4 separate regions of the Mus musculus genome follow, and all the other regions are linked to region 3. Evidence: chromatin contacts called from public ChIA-PET, Hi-C and Micro-C data. All regions are on one chromosome and are shown on one strand. The core of a region is the stretch at or near the end of the contact, and the rest is flanking DNA. Distances in the headings are between cores, read along the strand shown. Region 1 holds the start of Amd1 (S-adenosylmethionine decarboxylase 1). Region 2 holds the start of Cdk19 (cyclin-dependent kinase 19). Region 3 holds the start of E130307A14Rik (RIKEN cDNA E130307A14 gene). Region 4 holds the start of Fam229b (family with sequence similarity 229, member B).

Region 1 (3,802 bases), core at 1,287-3,786, 570 kb before region 3:
TTAGAAGGTGTGTGTGTGTGTGTGTGTGTGTGTGTGTGTGTGTGTGTGTGTGTGTGTGTGTAGGCAAAATGCTTCATTGAATAAGTACTTCTTTTTGTTTGGTTGATTTTGGTTGTTTTGGTTTTTCAAGACAGGGTTTCTCTGTGTAGCCCTTGTTATCCTGGAATTCTTCTGTAGACCAGGCTGGCTTCAAAGTCACAGAGATCCACCTGCCTTTACCTTCTGAGTACAGGGACTAAAGACCTGTGCCACCACAGCAGCCTGCTAAATAAGCACCTCTAAAAGGAACTTTGTTTTTATTTTATGGGTATGAGGGTTTGTCTGCATATACGATGTACAGCTAAAGCTTGCTGGTGTCCATAGAAGTCAGAAGAGGGTGGAACATGCCCTGGACCTAGAATTACAGATGGTCAAAAGCCAGCATGTGAGCAACAACTGCTCTTAACAACTGAGCACCCTCTCTCTCTCTCTCTCTCTCTCTCTCTCTCTCTCTCTCTCGTCACTGAAAGATAGAGATGAGAGATTAGTTTAGGAATGACGATAAATAACTTTGGACATACTAAGTTTGTGAAATATTTAAGCAAAAATTAACTACCTCAGCTAAAAGTACAACTAATTTGAGCTTCCATATAATAGTCCTTAAGAAAAACTATACATTTTACAAAGAAACAACGCAATTCATTGACGCTAGTTAAGTTAGTCTGTATTTAACAATAATTTACCTTGCCAAGATTCCTGGCACTTTTGTTAACTTAAATTAGGTTGGGAAAAAGCATAATAGTAATTGAAAAAGCAACTAATTATAAATAATTACAAGCCAAATTATATTTATACCACAATTAATGTTTGAGGTGGTTTGCAGGCAGTCTTCTTTTCAATAAGCAACCATCAAATAATTGAATAGCTTGTAAAACACGGAAATATTCCTTTAATCTTTATTCCAAGTATAACCGCATCCTCCTTGAATTACTATTATAATAGACTAAGTAGCATTTATTAAATTTTGTCCTTATCCCTAGTTTGAGTTGGATGCTTTTAAAAACATGGCAAAAGCAATATACGTATCTACCTCATCACACGGGTTCTTTCTCAACAAATTTCATAGAGACATGTGAATCCATGCTCTTGTAAGACAAGAGCTCGTCTTCAGGGTATGTATGAATCAAATTTCAACAGTTGCAGTGGATTTCTCTAGGGATAATAGGAGACGGTCCCTTTGTCTTGTGACTATAATCATTTTTAATTTTATGAGCTTGGTGACTTTCCCCCAGTGTTTCCAAGTAACTAATAACTTTGTTAACATCTTTTGCTTCTTAAGATTAAAAAAAAAAAAAGAAAGAAAGAAAGTGGCCTTGTCCCAGCTCCCTCCCCCAGGCTGGTGTGAGTGTGCAAGTATGTGTGCAGAGCTTGTGTTTCATACTGCAAATATAAATAAAGGAAGATAGCAGAAGAAAAAAAAAACAAAACAAAATCCTACTTGGATTTGACCCCTAATTTATACTTTAGATTATCATTAGTGAAAACTCTTTGCTACCCATTTACATTATTATTATATACTCGCGAAGATCCTTTTTAGGCATTTAGGCAATTTTAGGCAAATTTGTAAATTTGCGTGGTACTGGTGGTTGTGAGGAATACTTTCAATTAGTTCACCCCTTTAAGAATAGCCTAAGAAAAATATCAAATAACCTCGTATTATACTTAATAAAGCTAGTTCCTAGGAAGTTTTGCAAACTAAATATCCACCAGTTGACCTAATGGAGTACGGGTTGATAGGTGTCTGCTGGAAGGCGGCCAACTCCTAAGCTAGGCTAGGCACACGGTGGGGGGTAGATAGCGCCGGAGCCCTCCAAGGCTGGGCGCCACGTTGCTTTTCTCTTTTCTCTTTTGAAATAGGAAGACGACGCTTCTGGCTATTGTGTAAACCCGTGGAGAACTGCCTTCATTCCCACATCAGATAAAGCACAAGCAGAATTAAAGCGCATTCCAATCCGACCCCGGGCCACACGTACGTCACTGACAATTTTATTGCCTAGGCTGCGTTCGTCTCGTGGAAACACGTGAAAAAATGGTTTAAAAAAATTTTTTTTAAAAAGCCAAAAACCACCTCGGCTTGAAACGAGAAACCGCACAGGATCAAAGCACTACGCCAACCCAGCAGTGGCCACCGCCCCCGCCGAGCCCCGCGACACCCCTCCAGACTCCCTCCTGTTTTCTGCTAACCAGCTGTGTGCAGCGTGGGACAGCCTCGCCTGTCTCCCGCTCTCCCCACCAGCTCCACAAGTAATCCCAGATTCCCAAGTCCCCAGCCGGACAACAGAGCGGTCTCCCGCTCAAGGGACAGCGGCAGCTCCATCTGCAACCAAGCTGGTAGTCCCCTGCACTCCCCGTGGGCCCACCGCCAGCCAGCCGGCGTTCGGCGACGTTTGACTGACACGAAGCGGTCCCTATGAGGCCCTGAGGGCGGGGCGATGGCGTCACTTCCTGGCCTGTCGGGGAGGATGCTTATATAAGGTCTGCGCTCACGCAGAACCCTCGCTTACACAGTATGGCCGGCGACATTAGCTAGCGCTCGCTCAACTCTCCTAACGGGAAAGCAGCGGACTACAAGAGACTGAACTGTATCTGCCTCTATTTCCAACAGACTCACGTTCAACTTTCGCTCACGAAAATAGCCGGGAAAATTTTATTAGTCCTTTTTTTAAAAAAAAGTTAATATAAAATTATAGCAAAAAAAAAAAAAAAAGGAACCTGAACTTTAGTAACACAGCTGGAACAATCCGCAGCGGCGGCAGGAGCGGCGGGAGAAGAGATTTAATTTAGTTGATTTTCTGTGGTTGTTGGTTGTTCGCTAGTCTCACGGTGATGGAAGCTGCACATTTTTTCGAAGGGACGGAGAAACTGCTGGAGGTCTGGTTTTCCAGACAGCAGTCCGACGCAAGCCAGGGATCTGGGGATCTTCGTACCATCCCAAGGTGGGTGCCTGGGCCTGAGGGCGGCTCGCCGCCGACTGCGAGGCACGAGTCGCGGCCTCAGGTGGGGCCAGGTCGGCGGGCGGGAACTGGCTTCTCCCGCCGCCGTTGCGGGGCCGCCTGCGCCGCCTGGGGGAGGGGAGGAGGCCGGCGCGGCCGCGTGCTCAGGTAACGTCCCCGGCGGACGGCGGGGCTGGGCTGACGGGCTCCGGCGGGGGGCACGCGGCCCTCCGGCAGGTGTGGCTGGGTGAGGGGCGGGCGGAGCACGAGCTGGGTGGGCCTGGGCCGCGGGGCGACCAGCAGGCCTCCCGCCGCGGGGTAGGCGGCCGCGCGTGGCGCTCGCTCGGGCGGCGGGATTGGGCGGGAGCGGCCGTGTCGCAGTGCCGGGCCCCGCCGACGCCCGGACGTGCCCTGCAGCAGAGCGGGGCGCCTCGGGACCCTCCGCGGGCTTTGCCCGGGAGGCTCCTGACCTTGGGCTGTGTAACCTGTTACGGAGGCGAAGTCCGGGAGAGCGCAGCGGGGTGCTGGAGGGTTTGCCTGCTTCCCGGGGTACAAGCCTGTCAGCCCGAAGATCTATTTTACTTAATGCCTTAAGCTGGAGCAAAGGAGACCTGCGGGCCCCCTGCTCACACCCGACACGGGAGGTGGTGCGGAGAGTTGCTAGTGACCTCGCTGGGAGAGTCGAGCATTGAAGCGCGGATGACACTGAGGATGCATGGACCCGGCGGCGGTGACACCAGCCTCCCGCTTTGGTGGCCGGTACCCGGGCTCCGCCGTGCTCCGAAGCGCACTAATGGGACTAGAGTGGCGGAGGAACCGGCGTGGTCCGG
Region 2 (3,767 bases), core at 458-2,957, 620 kb before region 3:
CAAGGAGCACTTTAAATCTGAGGTATGGTGATAATCCGGCTTATCAAAAATGCCCCATCACAATCCTTAAGTCTCCCTTTTGTATAGTCTGACAATCGTTTGAGTCTAAGTTACAGAACCTAAGGGAAAGGAATTCCTTCCAGAAAGGAGCCAAGGTGACAACTGGCTTTAAACTCACCATTCCCAGGCCTGAAGTTTGGTTCCACCGGGCCAGCTCTTACAAGCCAGTCTGACCACCGGCCCGAAGGGGACATTCTCGATGCTTTATCAACTTGTCTTTTACTGATATAACAATCCATAAAGACTTCCCAAGAGATTCCTACAGATCCCCTCAACTAAGGAAACGGCAATCCAGGCTCAAGCCTGTCACTCCGTTTTCTGTTCTTGGTGGTCTAGGTTCTCAATAAACACTACCAAAGCTCACAGCCATTTGACAGAGGCTAAGAACTTGAAGAAATCAAGATTTCTTCCTGAAGAAAAGAGAAATGGACCAGGTTTGGTGGCATACGCCTTTAATGATAGTACCTGATTAGCAGAGGCAGGCGAATCTCTCCGTTCCAGGCCAAGCAGGGCGCACAGATACCCTATCTTAAAGGGGGTTGGGGGGAATTAGATAGCCAAGATATATCTTATACCTAAGATAGCCAAGAGGCAGGAAAGATAAGCAACCAGAGAACACTTAAATCTTGTAATATACAATTTATCTCTCTCCAGGGTCCACCTTCAGAGTGCTGAATTCAGAATATTAAAATGTGGGAATCGGGAGCAGGATCGGGAAGTCCCCAGGTAAACATCAGAGATGAAGTCTGGGTTGGCAAGGAAGTCAGACCCAAGGGGCCAGCCAGGACCCCAAGCGCTGCGCCACCAGACAGGAGGCGCCCCCGCGAGCTTTCAAACCGCCGCCCCGGGAAGGCGCTGCGCCGATTGGAAGTTCCACCACTACCGTCACCAGCACAGGGCCAAACCGGTAACTCTTCAGCCAAGCCCTCCGGAGGGTCCCCGGGGACCAGACCCCTAAACTCCACCTCCAGGCGCGGTCTCCACCCGCCGCCCGCTGTTAATCACGCAGCCGCGACTCCAGGCGGGACCGACGCCCCCGACGGGGCTGCGCCGTACGACTTCGAGGGGCGCGACCGGCCAGCGGGGGGCGGCAGCACCAGTGCCTCCGAGTTAGCCCCGGGACGTCGCTCTGCGACCCACGCCGCCTCGTCCCGGGAGCTCCGACCCACCCAGCCCTCCGGGGCTCCGCAGCGGAGGGGACGGGACGAGCCCACTCCCCGCTCGCGCTCTTACCCATCTTTCCGCCTCGCCTTGTAGACATGCCCGTAGGTGCCGCGTCCCACTTTGCACCCTTCGTACTCAAACAGATCCTCCACCCGCTCCCGCTCCGCCGCCAGCTTCGCCTTGAAATCATAATCCATTGTCTGCTTCCCCCATAGAGAAACCGGGACGCGGGGGCCGCCGCCACTCAGTCCCTCCTCCACCGCCGCCGCTCCACTTCTCCAACAGCCGTCGCTCGGGCGCGCGCGCGCCGCCCGCCGCTCCGCGGTCCGCCTTCAGCAAGGGACTCCTCGGCGGCCGCGGCAGCCACCTCCTCCGCCTCCTCCTCCTCCGCGGCGGCGGCGGCGGCTCCCGCAGGCATCTACAGTCCCGCCTCCTCCCTTCATTTCCTTGTTTTGGAACCTGGTGGGCCGCGCCGCGGCTTTCTCGAACTCATTAAGGAACCAAGCGTCCCGCCCCAAGGTCGCGAGCCATTCTGGGAAATGTAGTTCAAGAGGGCTCGTGAGTTGTGCTACCTCCTCGGGAGCGGGGAATACAGTTCCCAGAGTTCCTGGGGCCTTTTGGGCCACGCCTCCACAAGGCATGTACGCCTGCGCTCTGCCGCCGCCCCACCCCCTCAGCGCGCGACTGCTGTTCCTGTAAACTGTAGCGCAAAGTTGCAGCGGGATTTTTGCGAGCCCGTGGGAGCTGGCGGGAAGGACACCTTTGCTGAGCTAGGAAGTAGATACCCGGCCCTGACTGTCATTAGGCTAGAAAAGCGGGAAGCACCTCACGAGAGCCTTGCTCTAGAGCTCATTCCGGCGCATCCGGAGCTTAGGACTGGGGTTTAGACAGTTGTACTACACATTGTTTGTTTTCTTGGGCAATTGATCCTCTGGTTGCCCCGCCCCTTGCCTCGGCTTATTGGCAGAGACTGAAGAGTGACGTCCGCTTTGGTGCCTGGTTATCTCCGGCTTTGGCTGTTTTCCCGCTCTTGATTGGTAATTGGATGTGCTCGGTTCTTCCTGATAGGTTAATCTTCTTTCTTTACGATGCAAAAACCGTATTTCAAAACCTGAAGATTCAGCGGTTTCCCAGCTCTTGCTAGGGGAACCGTGTAACTTCTACGGCCCACAGCCAATCATCTTTTTCTTGGCGCTCTAGTCGGTTTTATCCTAACATATGCGGGTGCGGTAGCCTAGCTTTAGCCATCTGTCTGAGAACAATTAAAGCGCTTGGAAGATTGCAAAAATGCAGCGTTTTAAAAACAATCGTTTTTGCTGGGTAGTAAAGCGTGTTTTACAGTAATGGCGAGGCTCACCTAGGGGTTTAAGGTATTTATCTTGCTCATGACGTTGATTCGTTATGGTGTCTGAGGCTCAGAACCCATCACCTCAAAGTAGTACTGTAAGAACTTAGAAAGTGCCTTACTAAAAATGTGACCCACTGCATATTGATGGCTTTTAAACCGAAAAGAAATTGAGATCCATTCGACACGCGCGTTTCAGCTCTCTTCCACTACCTAAAATAAAAGGCAGCATTTTATAACAAGATTAAATTTAAAAGGGAAATTTGATAAGGTGTCTGTGTCAAAAAGGCAGCTAAGCTATCCATAGACAACATTATTGCTGGGGAGACCATCTAAACAAAGAATCGACTTGTTATTTCCTCTTTATTTCCTTCCCTCTCCTTCATTTATCTCCAATACCTACTAAAACTTCCAATTCTTGTTCCTCTCTGTATGTCATGAGCTTCAATCATCAGGCCTTTCGATTTCATTGTGTAGGACTCCCGTGCGTACATCTATAATATGAACTGTAAGGCACAAGGCACAGTGATAAAATCGGCAGGATGACTGTTAGGCTAGGTGGGTAGCCGTCATGAAGAAAGCACCATGAGCTTAAATGTAAAGAACGAACAGGGCCTTGAGGAAGTGAGAGAACAGAGACCATAAAGCTGCAGGCAGGACAGCCTGCGCCCCGGTCACAAAATGATACATTAGGAGAAAGCAACCAGTTTGAGTCCTGCAAGATTAAGCTAGAAAGAAGGAATGGATAAGACAAGCAAATAAGGAGGTGTCAAACTGTGAGTCATGCTCGTTGGTTTTATGTTTCACTGTTCTGTAAGTAGTAAGTTCTTCACGAGCTGGAGAGATGGCTCAGTGGTTAAAAGCACCAGCTGAAGGTCCTGAGTTCAAATCCCAGCAACCACATGGTGGCTCACAACCATCCGTAATGAGATCTGACGCCCTCTTCTGTTGAGTCTGAAGACAGCTACAGTGTACTTAGATACAACAATAAGTAAATCTTTAGGCCAAACTAAGTAGGGCTGGAGCAAGCAGGGTCAGCCGGAGGGAGCAGAGGTCCTGAATTCAAATTCCCGGCAAGCATATGATGGCTACAGTGTGCTCATATACATTAAATAAGTAAATCATCAGTACAGCTACAATGTGCTCATATACATTAAATAAATAAAACTTTTTTTTTTTTTAAGTTTGTTAGTCTGTT
Region 3 (3,380 bases), core at 851-3,350:
TTGCTCTACAACTTGAAAATCAACTTCACTATCATCCTCTGCAGCTGAAAGGAGAACAGGCAGTGTATTACCCTGAGATTCCAAATCAAAACAAAGACAGCAGCACAGCATTTAAAAAGGTAGAAAACCTATCCTCCAGAACATTATAATGCCTCTGATTTTCCAGTCTTCCACGTCTCAAATGCTATACTTTCTACCAACTGTTACCAGCATTCCGGTTCTCGATCTTCCAAGGTTCACAGCATCAAACTCTACTTGAAAAAGGAGTCTTTTACCCAGCCTTATTTATGTCATTGGCATTGTTAACAAAGAGAATTCACATTAAAAGGTAGTAGCTTAGAACGAGTGTCTGTATTTTGGGAAATGGTATTGTCTTGGTAGTCCACAGAAGCTGACTGTAGTAATAAAGATGAATGGCGACGAAGGCAAAGAGCATCAAGTGGGAAATGCCGTCTGAAACCCCATAGGGCTATACCTTGGTAAGAATCGTCTTCCAGAATACGGCTTTACCATTTCATCTTAACAGTTTAAAGCATGTAAAAAGACGCAAAACTGAAAGATAAAAACGCAAAACCTTGTATATCTGGCCCCTAACCTATTTATATTATAAACCCAAAGAGTGTTCCAGAACATAGCTTGTCATTTCCCCCCCCCACCATTTCTTCAAAATGGCTTTTTTTTTTTTAATCTATTTTTAAAATGCAACCCTGCAACCCAGCCTAGAGGAATTTTAAAATGCCTATGCTGCTGAGCTTGGCTGTGTTTCCTAACGAATCCACCCCCATTAGGTGTAGTATTTTATGTTGGGCGACACAAACACGTAGTTCCTATTTCCATGGATGCACATTTCCTGAAAGCATTGCACCTGAGGATGCCGCTCTGTCCCTGTCGAGGCATTAAACTCTAAGCAGTCACGACCTGCACTCACAGAAGAGCCACATGGTCACTTCAATGAGAAAAATTATCTGGCCCCGGGCGCCACTTTCTACAGCCACAGCATCTCCGGCAGGGGCAGAGGAGAGCGAGGGTGAACAGAGGCAACCGGGAGCGACGGACAACACGCCTGACACTTCGCCTCTGCCCTCAAAGCCTTTTCTCGAACGGGGCACTAGGGACACGTAGCGAGTGGCCGGGGTCTCCGCCGGGGACCGACCTCTAAGGACCCGCGAACTCGTCCTTGGGGACGAGGCGCAGCCACCCGACCCACCGAGGCAGGGGCTCCAGCCTGCTCGCCGCTCGCAAAGGAGAGACCGGGCGCCCGCCGCCTCTCTGCCGCGGAGGGGGGCGCAGCGCTCACGCGAGCCCACATTTTTTTTTCTTTTGCGCCTCCTGTCACGCGCGCGAGAGAGAAGGCGAGCAAAGCCGAGAACAGGGCAGACTCCGCAGCGACCCTGTAGAGGGCCGCCGGCGGCGGCGTGCGCGCGAGTGCGCGGAGGGAGGGCAGCCCCGACGACCCGGCGCCCGCGCTCCCGCTCCCGCCCGCTCCCGCTTACCTGCCGGGGTCGCCCCGAAGACTCGTACCACCGGCACCTTCTTGACAGGGAGCTGGGTGAGCGGGGATTGGCAGGTATCCAGCCCCGGCAGCGGGCTGGCCATGTAGTAGTCGGCAGTCACTATCCGCACAGAAAACATGTTCGCCGCCGCCGCCACCGCCACCGCCTCCCCTCCACTCAGCGACCTGGCAGCAGCGGCGGCGGCGGGCTCCGCAGAGGCGCCTCCTCCCCTTCCTCCTCGGTTCGGCTTTTCCCCCCCGCCCCTCGCACGGACGCCGGGACGAGCGGCAGCGGCGGCGGCGCGCGGAGGCTGCGGAGGCTGTGTGCTGCCGCCGCCTCCTCAGACGCTCCGGGCGAGAGGCAGCGGGAGAGAAGCCCTCGCGCGTTCGTCGGGTCGGGTGGTACCGCTGCTGCTGCCGCCACGGCCGCCGCCGCCGGGAATCACACGGGCTCCTCGGTCCCAGGCTGCAGCTCTTGTTGCCATGATGATGATGTCACGGACGCAACCACTGGGGGAGGGGAGGAGGGGTGTGTGTGTGCGCGCGCGCGAGCGGCGACGGGGGGGGGGGAGGAGGCGGGCGGGCGCGCGCCCGGGGTGGGAGGGGACGAGGAGGGGGTTCTCCCCCGCTCGGAGCGCGCGGCTGGGGAAGAAGCTGGCGGGAAGCCGGGCCGCGCGCCGAGGAATCGATGATTCGGCCTGTGGGCCGGGTCACTGCGGCGGGGCCCGGGGAGCGCCGATAGCATGGATAGGCTCAGAGGGGCGCAGGGTTTTGGCGGCTTCCCGAGTTCCCCTCGCCGACCGCCATGTCACATCTTACGGAAGAGGCGGGGGCTGCCGCGGAGAGGATATTTTTTGTTTTGTTTTGTTTTCACAAGGTAAGGGAAGCCGCCAGCGGGAGAAGGGAGGCGCGGCACAGACCTCGGGCGGCCCTGGCCGAGCGGGAGGGTGGGAAGGAGGGAGGGCGGGCCGGGCGGGCGAGCGAGCGGGCGGGCGGAGCGTTGGACGTGCCGGCCCTTCTCAGGTAACGCGGCGGCGGAGCTGGAGCCCGGGCCAGCTCGAGGGGCGGGGGCGCGCGGGCCTCGGCCTATAAAAGGGCCGCCCTGGCGCTCGCTCCCTCCTCCGCCCTCCCCTCCCCCCAGCTCCGGGCGAGCCTCGCGCCCCGCCTCGCCCGCCTCCTCTTCTGCGGTGCTGCAGTGACTGCGCCCGGCCACTTAAGGAGATTTATTCACGCGCGGCCCTGCCCAGCTTTGCCCAAGCTGGGCAGATACACCGACAGCACAGGGATTTCCCACCGTCGTGGTTTTCTCCACCCCCCCACTCCCCCACCGCCTGCCCCTCTCGCACTAGGACAACCACTGTGGGTTCCCCCGCGCAGGCTACACACACACACCCCACACACACACGCGGCACGAGCGAGAACACGGAAAGACTTGTTTGCTCCACTCACCTCCCTCCCTCCACTCCTCTCGCGGCTGCTCGGAGAGCCCCGAGAGCCTTTCAGAGAAAATGTTGGCAAAAGGGAAAGGCTCCTAAAAGTCGGCGTGTTTTCATTCACTCTTAGTGCAAGATTTTACTACGGGTTGACACAGAAGAAAAAGGGGGTGGGGTAAGACATAAAATAAAAACCAACTTTATTTGGAGCTAGAAAGGAGATGAAGTGGCACAGTTAGGGATTGGGGGGTGCGGGGGCAACAGATGCTGCTGGTGAGGATGTTAAATTAGAACCTATGGATTTTGTCTGGCTTGGTCACTAATACTGGGCGTGACCTCGGACAAATAATTTGATTTTTTTAGGCCTCGTTTTTCACAGGTGAGTCGTCGCCGCCGCCCCCCCCCCCAATTCCGCCCCAACAAAAAGATTAAAGTAATAGGAAGCAGAAACTACA
Region 4 (3,583 bases), core at 717-3,216, 600 kb after region 3:
GAAATTCACTTTAATCAATCTCACACCACCATGTCTCTACCCACCTTCTGAATAGCATGTAGCTTTGGCAGAGTTGATCCAAACAATAAAAAAGTATGCTTATGACTCAAAAGGCCTGAGTTTATACTGTCCATCCCCAACAATGACGCTCCAGGTTTTAACCTCCCAGTTCTTTGAATTTGACTAATCTGACTGTACTGGAGGCTCTGGGATTCATCAACAAGACCAAAGTCAGGTTTCCCGAGAAGATAATGGCTCCAACATCTAGTGAACAAATTCAAACTAAATTTCTACAAAGTTGGAAAGGCCTGATATTTAATTGTAATTGTCAGGATAAGTCCACTACAGCTGGTTTATAGAGAACTTTGAAAACGGATAAACTTAATGATTTAACATTAAAAGACCCAGGCATATCTCAAATGTCAAAAGGATTCTAACATCTGTATCTTACACTAAACGAAAAGTAACACACATTGTGAGCAGTTTCCACCTCTTTCATTTCTGCATACTCTGAGGGCAAGTAATATGCAAAATAATCTTTCAAAACCTGGCCCCCGCTAGACTCATACCATAGTGGGCAGGCACCCTCAGTGAAAACGTCAGGTTTTCAAAGTTACTGGGAGTCCCTTTAAAGGTTCTTTTTGGCTTCTTACGGAAGTCTATCAAGGAAGCGCGCTGTTCTGCAGAATGGTATGAAAATGGGCTATGAGAATACGCTTTGATCAGAACAGCAGACACCGTCCTAGCTGGCAACTGTTTCCTTATCCTCTAAGATTCTGCTGACAGGGAAAGGAGGCGTCCTACCAAGCGGAGACAGACTCACCCACTTACCTGGTATCCACATTCCTGAAGAAGCTGCTTATAGCGTCGTCATAAATTCCTTTCTAGAAACAAAACAAACTATAGCATTTACGTTTATTTTCTCTAAAACCCTTTTAGCTGTAGCAACTCTACAACGCTGAAGGGGCTCTAAGAAAAAGAAACCTAGGTCGACTCTTCCAATTACATCTAAAGGTAAAATGCCAAGAGAACCCCTGACTAAGTTTAACAGTGATGAAAAAAGCACACCCTGTAGGATTATACAGCTGGTACTCCAAGTGGGAATTTCTTGGGATTCTTGGTCGTTTGATGTATTTACCTACTTTATAGTGCTTTCATCTATAGCATCTACTGTCTTTCAAAACAACAACAACAACAACAACAACAGGAGGAGGAGGAGGAGGAGGAGGAGGAGGAGGAGGAGGAGGAGGAGGAGGAGGAGACTGCTAAAGATCAGGGAAACTTAAGACCAAACTCCTGACAAGTGCCTTCTGCCTGTGACTTACAGCAACACGTTTAAAAAGAAACTAGCCACGACCGGTATGAGAAGATCCTATGCAATTTATGGTACTGATTAAAAAGCCCAAGTAATCTGGGCATGATAGTGGTAGTCCTGGGGATGCAGAGACAGATGGATCGCTGCAAATTCCAGAACATGATCTACACAGCAAGTCCCAGGTCAGCCAGGGCCCCGTAGCAGGATCCAAAGCACCCCTCCCCAAACCTCATGTGAACTCTGGCAGGCCCGGGTGACAGGCAGGAGGGGCGGGTACCTGGTTGACCGCTGCGTGCTCCCTCAGCGCCAGGTCCCAGAAGCAGCAGCCGATCTGGTTCCCGCACTGTCCGACTGCAGCCAGTAGCGAGGAAGAGAGAGAGGTGCATTAGGAAGGCAACCAGGTGACTGGCTCCGCAGCGACCCGGTCCCCGCGGACGGGGGTAGCTCACCCTGTACGACCACCGACTGGGTCATTCCGCCGGGAGGACCAGCAGGAGCACTCCCGCCCAAACTCCCGCCTTAGCTTTCGAGCTCAACGACGCCCTACGAGGGGCGGCCTTAAGTCACGTCGCTGCCGCAAGTAGCCAATGTCGTAATGCCCTTGTTTCTTTACGGCCAGGACTTCTGCGCAAGCACATTTGCGGCTAGCCGTTACCATAGCGACTGGGCCTCCGGCAGGTAAATCCTAGCTGCCCTGTCAACATCCTTGAGCATCTGCAGCTCCGGAGGCCCTGGTAACTGACGGGTAACTAGGTTTCAGAGAGGCATTTAAGATAAGGGACTTTAACTTTGATCACGGGCTTTGAGAGGCTCACAGCCTAAACAGCCAGGACAGTGGGTCCGATTTCTCAGGATGATGCCCGCTAGTGTCGTTATCTAACAGAAAACGAATGTGGAGGAACACAGAGACACCCCAGACAAATAGGCTTATCTGGGAACAAGGGAAGCTAGGTACACTCCGACCAAATACCACAGCTAAGTTCAGAGGCCAAAGCGATGCACTCTTCAAACTTAAGATTTCTGGATAATTCAAAACATCTACACAAATCCAACTTCCAACAGCCGGCAATGCCATTGAAGATACACTCGATGCACTCAAAAGATATGACCTAAAATATTACATGGCGCTGACAAGGAGAGCCATAATATTCAATGAACAAGGGTCTAGGAAAAGAAAAGATGGGTTAAAAGTTAAGGCGTTTGATTTGATGTATGAACAATGTAGACGAGATTTTTTAAAGGCAGGGGTGGGGCACGAAGTTCGAAAGGGGAAAAAAAGGTTATTTTTCAGAAATTGAATTTTTACTGGGCAAATTAAATGAGGCTTTAATTAAGAACTAAATTAAGAATTTAGGCTGGAGAGATGGCCCAGTCAGTAAAATGCTTGTCTCTGAAGCACGGGGACATAAATGCAGACCCCAGCACTTAACAAAAATCTGGGAGCCTGTAACTCTAGGCTTGGAAGGCTGGAGAAGGGAGATCCACAGAGTCTAGCTGAAACTGTGAGTGTCAGATTCAGGGCTCAATAGGAGACAATGTCTTACAAAGTAAGATGAAGGATAACTAAGGAAAACACTTCATGTTTCACATCTTGTTTCCATAAGTGTGCACACACACAAATCCCCTCACTAACTTTAATGCTTTAATGAAGTTAATATTTTCCACAGAAATTCTGAGAAACTACAAAACCTTTAATCTTCATTTAGCAAAAGTTAAATTATACTTGCTATTAATTTGTCATGATATGTAATATGATATATAACATGATAAGAGCCACAATAATTGATTGATTGGTTAGAATACCTTATTCAGCCGCCAGGATACAGCTTAGTTTGTTATTACACAGTTTTGAAAGATGTGAATTTTGACGTTGTAGTGGGGTGTATGTATTGCAGAGGCCTTTCCATGTTTCTCTTTGGGTGTCTTACATCTCTTGTAACTAAGGGGGCAGATTTTAGCCAGGAAAAATTAGAAATTGCTGGATTTACTCTTACCCGCTTCTTGGTAAGCATGCAATCTGTGATAAAGGTAGTCAGACACTTTGGGTCTTAATATTGAAGTCCCCAAATCTGGGGTTTCCAAAGTTTGCCAAACATGGACAAATATGTGGGCTGTGATGTTATTAGGTCGAATCTATAGATTCTGGTGCTAACGCCCGTGGTGTTCTGGCCTTTGCAGAGCTCTGCCCATGCTGTAGTTCCTGTCATTCTCCAGAAGCCACGCAACAGCAAGGAGTTGTAAGAAAGTCCTTATGAGTTTCACCGATAA

The links. A called contact is a pair of places that touch in the nucleus more often than the background predicts. ChIA-PET counts read pairs in DNA pulled down with a chosen protein or histone mark.
Region 1: an RNA polymerase II ChIA-PET map of memory CD8 T cells shows a contact between it and region 3, with 32 read pairs. The contact joins the promoter of Amd1 here to the promoter of E130307A14Rik in region 3. A contact is called at or near these places in 1 of 39 promoter capture datasets (pre-B cells), 3 of 484 Hi-C or Micro-C datasets (all in embryonic stem cells) and 1 of 115 datasets of contacts at active chromatin or transcription factors (memory CD8 T cells).
Region 2: a Micro-C map of embryonic stem cells shows a contact between it and region 3, with 5 times the contacts expected there. The contact joins the promoter of Cdk19 here to the promoter of E130307A14Rik in region 3. A contact is called at or near these places in 2 of 39 promoter capture datasets (erythroid cells and pre-B cells), 3 of 484 Hi-C or Micro-C datasets (all in embryonic stem cells) and 1 of 115 datasets of contacts at active chromatin or transcription factors (effector CD8 T cells).
Region 4: a contact with region 3 is called in a Hi-C map of bone marrow-derived macrophages, with 17 read pairs. The contact joins the promoter of Fam229b here to the promoter of E130307A14Rik in region 3. A contact is called at or near these places in 15 of 39 promoter capture datasets (the 3T3-L1 cell line, 3T3-L1-derived adipocytes, the C10 cell line and 9 more), 2 of 484 Hi-C or Micro-C datasets (bone marrow-derived macrophages and embryonic stem cells), 4 of 115 datasets of contacts at active chromatin or transcription factors (bone marrow-derived macrophages, epiblast stem cells, large pre-B cells and 1 more) and 3 of 9 other capture datasets (adipose tissue, liver and pancreatic islet).

What each region holds. Positions count from the first base shown.
Region 1 is chr10:40,300,922-40,304,723 of GRCm38.p6, reverse strand. It overlaps Amd1 (S-adenosylmethionine decarboxylase 1), which reads left to right and starts at 2,536. Exons shown (of 8, transcript NM_009665.5): 1 at 2,536-2,975. The coding sequence starts at 2,866.
Region 2 is chr10:40,347,248-40,351,014 of GRCm38.p6, reverse strand. It overlaps Cdk19 (cyclin-dependent kinase 19), which reads right to left and starts at 1,707. Exons shown (of 13, transcript NM_001168304.1): 1 at 1,294-1,707. The coding sequence starts at 1,421.
Region 3 is chr10:39,730,727-39,734,106 of GRCm38.p6, reverse strand. It overlaps E130307A14Rik (RIKEN cDNA E130307A14 gene), which reads left to right and starts at 2,100. Exons shown (of 3, transcript NR_038037.1): 1 at 2,100-2,369. It overlaps Rev3l (REV3 like, DNA directed polymerase zeta catalytic subunit), which reads right to left and starts at 1,947. Exons shown (of 32, transcript NM_011264.3): 1 at 1,494-1,947. The coding sequence starts at 1,632.
Region 4 is chr10:39,132,289-39,135,871 of GRCm38.p6, reverse strand. Fam229b (family with sequence similarity 229, member B) reads left to right here and starts at 1,966. Exons shown (of 5, transcript NM_183254.2): 1 at 1,966-2,049; 2 at 3,494-3,583. Tube1 (tubulin, epsilon 1) reads right to left here and starts at 1,849. Exons shown (of 12, transcript NM_028006.2): 1 at 1,765-1,849; 2 at 1,593-1,666; 3 at 832-884. The coding sequence starts at 1,789.